Linked DNA regions of Capra hircus: region 1 is linked to region 2. Evidence: chromatin contacts called from public Hi-C data. All regions are on one chromosome and are shown on one strand. Each heading gives the region's core, a stretch centred on a gene start, on an enhancer-like site or on the middle of the called end of the contact. The rest is flanking DNA. Distances are from core to core; before and after follow the strand shown.

Region 1 (4,395 bases), core at 1,588-4,087, 57 kb after region 2:
CTGTGAATGCCTTTGGAACAGTCTTTTCCTCTGACACTCACACCACTGCCCCATCACCTTCTCTTAGATAGCCTGAGGTGGGTAATGGAGTTGAAGGTCCAAGATCATTTTGGCCATCTCCTAAGAAGTGTTGCTTTAGATCGTGGGGATATTTATCACTCCCTGTTTTTCACTCTGAGGCTTTAGACAAAATTGCCAGGCACAGATGAGGTCCTGCTTTGTATCCAGTTATACCTCTCAACCTCACTGCCTGCTCTAGTTTAATATGAAGAATTTGAAGATGCATTAAGAAGTCAGACAGAGAAAGACAAGTATGATATCACTTATATGTGGAAGCTAAAAAACAAACAAGTAAATCTGACAGAGACTCACAGAGACTCACAGAGAACAAACTAGTGGTTACTGGTGAGGAGAGGGAAGGGGGAGGGGTAGAATGGGGGAGGGAATTAAGAGGTACAAACTACATGGATAAAATAAATAAGCTACAAGGATATGTTATACAACACAGGGAATATAGCCAATAGCTTATGGTAACTATAACTGGAGTAGAGTATAACATTTAAAAATTGTAAATCACTATGTTGTACACTTGAAACTTACAGACTGTACATTAACTATGCGTGCTAAGTCACTTTGATTGTGTCCGACTCTGTGACCCTATGGACTGTAGCCCACCAGGTTCCTCTGTCCATGGGGATTCTCCAGGCAAGAACACTGGAGTGGGTTGCCGTGCCCTCCTCCAGGGCATCTTCCCGACCCAGGGACCAAAGAGATGTGGATCTCTTACATGTCCTGCATTGTTAGGCAGGTTCTCTACCATTAGTGCTACCTGGGAAACCCACATTAACTATACCTCCAAAAAAAAAAAAGTTTAAAAAAAAAAGAATATGAAGATACAGAACACTCAGGAGATGTCTAGGAGACAGATTAAAAAATGTCACAGAACTCTGCTTCTCATGTTGGAGGATATGGATAGACAGACACTAGAAGTCATAGCATGCCCATCTTGAACATCAATTTTCATATTAAAACACACACAGATCTGTCATGAAGTAAAATGAACAATTTTGGAGGGGGTAAAAAACAGAAGCTTTTAAATAAATTTAGTTTACCACCAGCCACTTTATCTACAGATTCTAGGGATGGTACATGGAAACACTTGAGAATTTTTTGAGAGAAGTATTTTGGAGATAGTTGAGTCCTTAAAAAATGGGTGCTACCCTTCTGGAAGTTGTCAGGAATACTGTTGAGGCAAAAGGAGAAACACTGTAGAAAAATTAGGTCACCTTGACTGCTCCATAAACCAGCTGAGAGAAACTTTCTAAGCCTTCTTTTTAATACTGGTTACTTCTGGTTACTCTTGAAAAAGCAGGTCTGGATCTCTAGATCAGGAGCAAATACCAACAGAGTTTTCGTCTGAGTATGATTTTCTGTGTGTTTGTTCTTTCGAAGATTGCCTGAGCTATGTTTGTTGTTTCTGTCTGCCCAACAGCAAAACAAAAACAAAACACCTTGAAAATAACTGGGTCATTTGTAGTGGCATGGATGGACCTAGAGTCTGTCATACAGAGTGATGCAAATCAGAAAGAAAAAATCAAGCGCATATATATATATCCATATGGAATCTGGAAAAATGGCACAGATGAGCCTATTTGCTGGCAGGAACTCAGATGAAGAAGCAGAGAACAAACTTTTGGACAAACCAGGGGAAAGAGAGGGTGAAATGAATTGAGCAGCATGGACACATATATACACTGCTGCTGCTGCTGCTGCTGCTGCTAAGTCGCTTCAGTCGTGTCCGACTCTGTGCGACCCCATAGACAGCAGCCCACCAGGCTCCCCCGTCCCTGGGATTCTCCAGGCAAGAACACTGGAGTGGGTTGCCATTTCCTTCTCCAATGCATGAAAGTGAAAAGTGAAAGGGAAGTCGCTCAGTCGTGTCCGACCCTCAGTGACCCCAAGGACTACAGCCTTCCAGGCTCCTCCGTCCATGAGATTTTCCAGGCGAGCGTACTGGAGTGGGGTGCCACTGCCTTCTCCACATATATACACTACCATGCATAAAATACCTAGTGGGAGAACAGCTCTGCAACACAGGGAGCTCAGCTCCTCGCGCTGTGATGACCTAGAGACGTAGGAGGGGGTTGGGGTGGGAAGGAGGCTCAAGAGGGAAGGAATATATGTTTACTCATAGCTGATTCACATTGTTGTACACAGCAGAAACTAACACAACACTGTAAAGCCATTATACACCGATTATAAAACAAAATAAACAGAAACACCTTGAAAACAAAATATCAAGTGCCTGTGTAAGGAGCAAGGAAGAAGAGAGCCATGAAAACTGGCCTTCTCACTCCACCACAAACCTCAGAAGACTCAGTAGATGGGGTAGATTTGAAGGAGAAAAGAGAAACCGGCAGAATCTAAAGTGGGTGGCTGGGGCCTGAGGTGAAACCTTTAGGGGCCTAAAGAACGGAAGACTTCATGGTTTCTTAGCACAAAACAAAACATAACATAACAGCCTCCAGCGATTTACGACCTCTGTTGAGCAAGCCAACTGCACTGGTAGAGAACAGCTCATCTCTAAATTTAACTTCCAATTCCCCCAAGAATTCATAGTCTTATGATGTACCTGGTTTTCCTTCCAATGCTATTCAGTAATGTGAATCAAGTTGCATGTGCTATTTTAATATGATGCCTACCTTTCTTAAGAATCTTCTTCACTTTCACATAGTTCCCCTGTTTGACATACTCATGAAGCTGTGCTTCCAAGGAGTCATTTCTTAAGGAACCAAGCTGAACAGGACAGGGGACTGGAAGGTGAACAGCCCGAGACATCCTGTTTCAAAAGAAAGCAACATACTTATTTCTAACTGAACCAGAAATGCAAGGAAAAACGTTCAATTCTTTCACATTTCTTTCACTTCTTGTCCATTTTCATTTATAATGAATAGGATTGGGGGACAAAGACCCCGAGCTCCTGAAGCGGGGGATCTGGGTTTGATCTCTGGTCGGGGAACTAAAATCCTGCATACCTTGCTGCTGCTGCTGCTAAGTCACTTCAGTCGTGTCCGACTCTGTGTGACCCCAAAGACGGCAGCCCACCAGGCTCCCCCATCTCTGGGATTCTCTAGGCAAGAACACTGGAGTGGATTGCCATTTCCTTCTCCGATGCATGAAAGTGAAAAGTCAAAGTGAAGTTGCTCAGTCATGTCTGACTCTCAGTGACCCCATGGACTGCAGCCTACAGGCTCCTCTGTCCATGAGATTTTCCAGGCAAGAGTACTGGAGTGGGGTGCCATGAGGCATGGCCAAAATTAAATAAATTAAAATAAATTCTAAAAGATTAAATTTTATTCTCAATGTTACTGTTGACATTGAAGAACTCAATATTTTTGTCAATTCCTGGGAGTGAAAATGGAGAAGGCAATGGCAACCTACTGCAGTGTTCTTGCCTTGAGAATCCCAGGGATGGGGGAGCCTGGTGGGCTGCAGTCTATGGGGTCACACAGAGTCAGACACGCGTGAAGCGACTTAGCAGCAGCAGCAGGGAGTGAAAAAGTGATGATACCAAGAAGTAGAATTAGAAATACACATTTATTGCATCATCAAGACCATTAGGAGAGTATTAACTTGTGAGTTTGTGTTTTGTTTTGGCCTTGAGGCTTATGGGATCCTATTTCCTGGACCACGGATTGAACTCGAACTCTTGGCAGTGAAAGTGCGAAGTCCTAACTGCTGAACTACCAGGGAATTCCCAGGAGGGCATTCACTTTGAAAAGTTAGGGGACTTCTTTGGGGGTCAAGTGGCTAAGACTTGGCACTCCCAATGCAGGGTGCCCAGGTTTAATCCCTGGTAGGAGAACTAGATCTCACATGCCAAGACCAGAAGATCCCGCATGTTGCAAATAAGACCCAGTGCAGCCAAAATAAATACAAATAAATATTTTAAAAATTCTGCACCACAATAACTCTTGTCCAAAAAAGAACAAACAGTATACAAATGCAGACATTTATGTAGAGGGTAGACAGTCTGTGGATTGGGTTCAGAGTTCAGACTCTGAAGTTCTCAACCTGGCTGTGTCACTTCCCTGTGTGACCTTGAAGAAATTATTTAACCTTTCATGGGCCTCAATTTCCTCATCTATAAATGGGAGTACTCTGTAAAGTGCTTAGAACTCTGCCTGGAACCAAGGAACTGTCTATAGTTGTTAGCTGCTGTTATGCACACTAGAACCTATGCACACTAGAATGGTAACTGCACCATTTCACATCACCACCAGCAGTGAAAAAGGGTCCCAATTTTTCCAGATCTTCATCAATACTTAATTCTTGTTTTGTTCTTTAAATAATAGTCATTTTAGAATGTCCCTGATGGTCCAGTGGTCAAGAATC
Region 2 (4,098 bases), core at 138-2,637:
CTCCACTCTCAGGAGGACTCTGACTTCTGCCAAATGCGAAATGAAGCCCATGCCCGAAACCTCGAGTAAAGATGATGTTTTCATCACTACTTCCCTCCCTGCACTGAGCCCCACCTACTCAGGTCAGGATCGTAAGGCTCACCAGCACCCACCGCCTTCTCACATCTTCCAGGATGCACAGCTGTGGTGCATTTCCCAGCCTGCCTGCAGGGAAGAGGTGACTGGGTGCTGGGCCTTGTAAAGTGGGAAGTAATGATACACCTACTTCCGGTAGTCCCTAAACCCCTCCACGCGTCCCTCCAGGCTTGCTCTTTCTCAATGAGCAGCGATGCGGAGGACACAGTGGGAGGCTGAGGCCTGGGGGCCAGTGGAGCCCTGGAAGGGAGGAATGCAGAGCACGGTGAATGCCATCCCTTCCCAACACACACACGCTGCATGGCAAGGTGAGTGAGAAATACTTGGGCTGTGTGAAGCCACAGAAAATTCTGAAAACTTACAGTCTGGCTAACATGTGCTCATGCCTGTCAAATATTCATTATAATGAACAGAAGTAACTTCCCCAAAGCCCCTCTAACCTGGGCTGACAGGGGAAGACACTGGGAAACCTCTTCCTCCATTGATTAGGCAGTTCAGCCCACCAATGAGGGATCCTGCCCAGGTCAGATTCTCTCTCTACAGCAAAGCACCCACCCTGGGGAGACCCTGTTTGGAAGTCATGATCGAGGTGAGCCCACCTTTCCATCATGTACTCCAGGTTGGCCAGCCTCGCTTCCCCTGTGGAGACAATGTGGATGGCGTAGGAGCTGAGGGAGCGGTGGATAAAGCCCCGGGAATGCAGGTATCTCAGGGCGTCGGAGATCTGGAGCAGCAGGTGCACGATCACCTCCATGTGCAACACGGGGAACTGGGCCCGCTGCAAGCAAGAACAAAGGATGCTGCAAAGGGCTTCACAGTTTCCAGTCTTTTGTATTGACCTTCATGACAGCCACCAGGTGTCATGACAGCCACCTGCTGTCATGGTGGGGAACCTAAGATTCAATGAGGTTAAGTGACCAGCCTGAGGTCCCACTGACTCAGGGCCCCTGACTCCAAACCTGGGTTCCTCTCCCTTAGCCAAGCTGCTTGATATTACCAAAAAAATGAGGAGAAAAGTCCTCAAACCTGGTCTGCACCTCCAGTGTGGGCCCCACCGCCACTGGCAATGCCAAGCCTGTGCTGCGGGAGAACTTGACACACAAAGGACAATCCAGCCCCTGCTGTGGCCAGAGGACCTAGAAAGTTTACTCCAGGAGGACAGAAATCCCCTCATACTAAGACACCCAGTCACAGGAGCTCTCTTCTCTCCCCAGAAGTGGCATTGTAAGTCAACGCCCTCCCCCGAGGAGAGGAAAGGGAACTCTAACACTGAGAGGTGAAACCCGAAACCCAGGCAGGAGGAGGGGTGAGCCGTTTCAGGGAAGGGCCCTTCCTGCAGGCTCTTTTCTCACTCCAGCCTAGGGTCTTCAAAACAAAGCCATGGAGAAAGAAAAACCAATCTATCAGGACCTTTTGGAAGTCACATTTCAGGCCAAAGCAAGCTCCCACGGAGTCTGTGTGTCCCATACCCTCCACCAGGAAAGCTGAAAAGTAGGAAGAGACAGACAAGGCCTTGCATATAAAGGTCCCAGAGGGCAGCGGTCCCCAACCTTTCTGGCACCAGGGACCAGTTTTGTGGAAGACAATTTTTCCACAAAATGGGGGCGGGGGAGGTAAAGTATCCAGATGCTTCAAGCACGTCACATTTATTGCGCCCTTTATCTCTATTATTATTACATCAGCGCCATCTTAGACCATCAGGCTCTAGGAGGCTGAGGGCCCCTGCGTTAGGGCACAAGGGAAAATGCCAGGAAACAAGGCCAGAGACTGTTTGGTTACTGTGAGCTACAAGTGTGGCTGTGTGTTTTCTGGGTCTACTGAGCTCTCAGATGTGTGATTAAAAAAGCCAGACTAACAATAATAAAATCACACTAGTTCCAATGTGCTGATTAGCTTTAAACGGTGCATTACACAGCCCCCCTCAGAGTAAAGAATTAGGAGATTTCTCTTCTATGCGTGCACAAATGGGAACTCTGCTCCTGGGGTAAAAGAAGAGAGAGAAAGGGAAAGGAGAGCTGGAGTGGCGGGGAAAGGCAGCAAGGGGAAAATGCGGGGAAACAGGCATTCACCCGTTCGTGGAGGACACTGAACAGCGTGCCCACCGTGACGCGCTCGTACACGAGGCGGGTCTTCTCCAGGTCCGGGGACAGGCACACAGCCATCAGCTGCAGCAGGTGGGGGTGCCGCAACTTGCTGCAGAGGCAAAGAGGACAGGATGAAACGATGGGTGCTTTCCTTTCTTCTGGGCTCCCTGAACACATTCCACACAAATTCTATTTACACACAATGTTTTGCTAAGAAAGTGGGATGGGGTAGGGGTTGAGTTCTCTGTTGATGGAATTCTCGGCTTTTCACTGATCAGAACCTGAAGGCTTAGGGTCATCGATGACAATGTCACTAACAGCTACTGAGAAAGGGACTCGACATACATCACCTTGATCCTAACAACTAGCTATAGGAAAGGTGCCATTACAGTTACACTCATAGAGATCAAGAAGCAAAGGCCAGGGAGAGGTCAGGCCCAAGGTCACACGTCCCACCCAGCCTCACATCAGAATCCACGTCACGAGCCTGTCCAGCCTCCTTGAGTCCCTTCAGGCTGACTTCCCCAAAACGAAGCGCTTGGCTTTATAGGAGCTGAGTGAAATTGATGAGCCAGGACTATTCCAAGGCCTCAGCACACTGGTATGCAGCCGAGGATGAAGCTCCTGCCCCAGCAAGACATGAAGGACCCGCAGGACTGACCCTGAGCCACAGGGAACCTAGGGTACTGAGACGTGTGGGCATGTCTTCCAAGGAGAGACAGCACACGCGGTCCTGACGGTGGGCCTTGAGGGCTGCAGATGAGCCAGCCAGGCCTGAGGCCGGACCTCAGAGACATGCAGGGAGTCTATTAGCAGACAGAATTGAGCCTCTCACTACCACCATCCCCAGCACCCAGGCTTTTCAAGAATGCTTCTTTCTCCTTCTTGGCAGCCCTGGGAAGTCAAATCAACCCACCAGGAGGAAATGCTAAGACTAAAGAGGCTGGTCTCCACCCTCAGGTACAGCCCTGCATAGCCCTGAACCTGGGTCTGAGACGCTCTTGGGTTTTTCTTGCCTGCTGTGCTCTTGCTCGGCGATTAACAAGTCGGCCAGGCGCAGCCTGCTGCAGTGCGGGTGGGTGGAGAGGTGCAGCTCCTTCACCGTGACCCTGCTCCCGTTCCACACCAGGCTGCCGGGGCAGGAGAGGGAGTGAGCAGGAGGGGTGTGAGCAGGAGGGGGTGAACAGCCACTCTGCAGACACGTGATCAGGGAACAGTGTTTACACAGGTTCTGTACAGCTCCCTCCCCACCCCACGCCCTGCCCCTGCAATGTTGTGTCCTCCCCGCTCCTACCCCCAGGGCCTAAAGCACTTCGGGGACTTAGTACAGGTGGCAGAGAATCACTGAGGGATTTAAGGGAGGGAGTGACTTGATCAGGTTTGCATGTTAGAAAGACCAGGGCACCAGCTGTGTGGGGAGTGGTGGGCCGGGGTGTCTGGAGAATGAGAGGCCAGTTGGGAGGCTGGTCTGGGGAGGGACACAAGGTGGACGGAAGAAGAGAGGACGTGACAAATCGGGGGCTCGGGCAGGAAAACAAGAAGCACGTTTGCACGAGATGCAGAGCTGTGCGGATCTGCAGAGGCCTTCTCAGACGGGGGTGACTGCCAAGCAGGGCAGCAGCAGCCAGGTCCACGGGGGACAAGAGACCTTGGACAGGACAACTCAGGTGATCCTGTAGGACGCTGGTCGCTGGAGACTGAGCCCACCCCAGGGACTTCATCAGAGTCTGATCCTATTACTGCCACCTCTGCTGCATCAGCTGGTGAGAGCCATTAGCCAATGCCTGCGGGGCTTCAGTGCCCTTTGACCTGTATCAGAGGCTAGTCACCACTATGCTGCCTCTCACTCTAGAGAGCAGAGAGGCTGAAACACTGATGT

The links. Hi-C and Micro-C count contacts between places; a contact is called where the count stands out from the background.
Region 1: a Hi-C map of blood shows a contact between it and region 2, with 2.4 times the contacts expected there. The contact joins the promoter of TEX14 here to the enhancer-like site in region 2. A contact is called at or near these places in 2 of 5 Hi-C or Micro-C datasets (both in blood).

What each region holds. Positions count from the first base shown.
Region 1 is chr19:9,248,115-9,252,509 of ARS1.2, forward strand. TEX14 (inactive serine/threonine-protein kinase TEX14) reads right to left here and starts at 2,838. Exons shown (of 32, transcript XM_018064130.1): 1 at 2,703-2,838. The coding sequence starts at 2,838.
Region 2 is chr19:9,192,389-9,196,486 of ARS1.2, forward strand. TEX14 (inactive serine/threonine-protein kinase TEX14) reads right to left here. Exons shown (of 32, transcript XM_018064130.1): 7 at 3,236-3,349; 8 at 2,205-2,328; 9 at 735-913. Among named protein-coding and RNA genes, the nearest start is that of TEX14, 57 kb to the right of the region's middle. Within about 2 kb of position 1,388, at least 3 of the 5 cell types and tissues checked have an H3K27ac peak or open chromatin away from gene starts, as enhancers often do.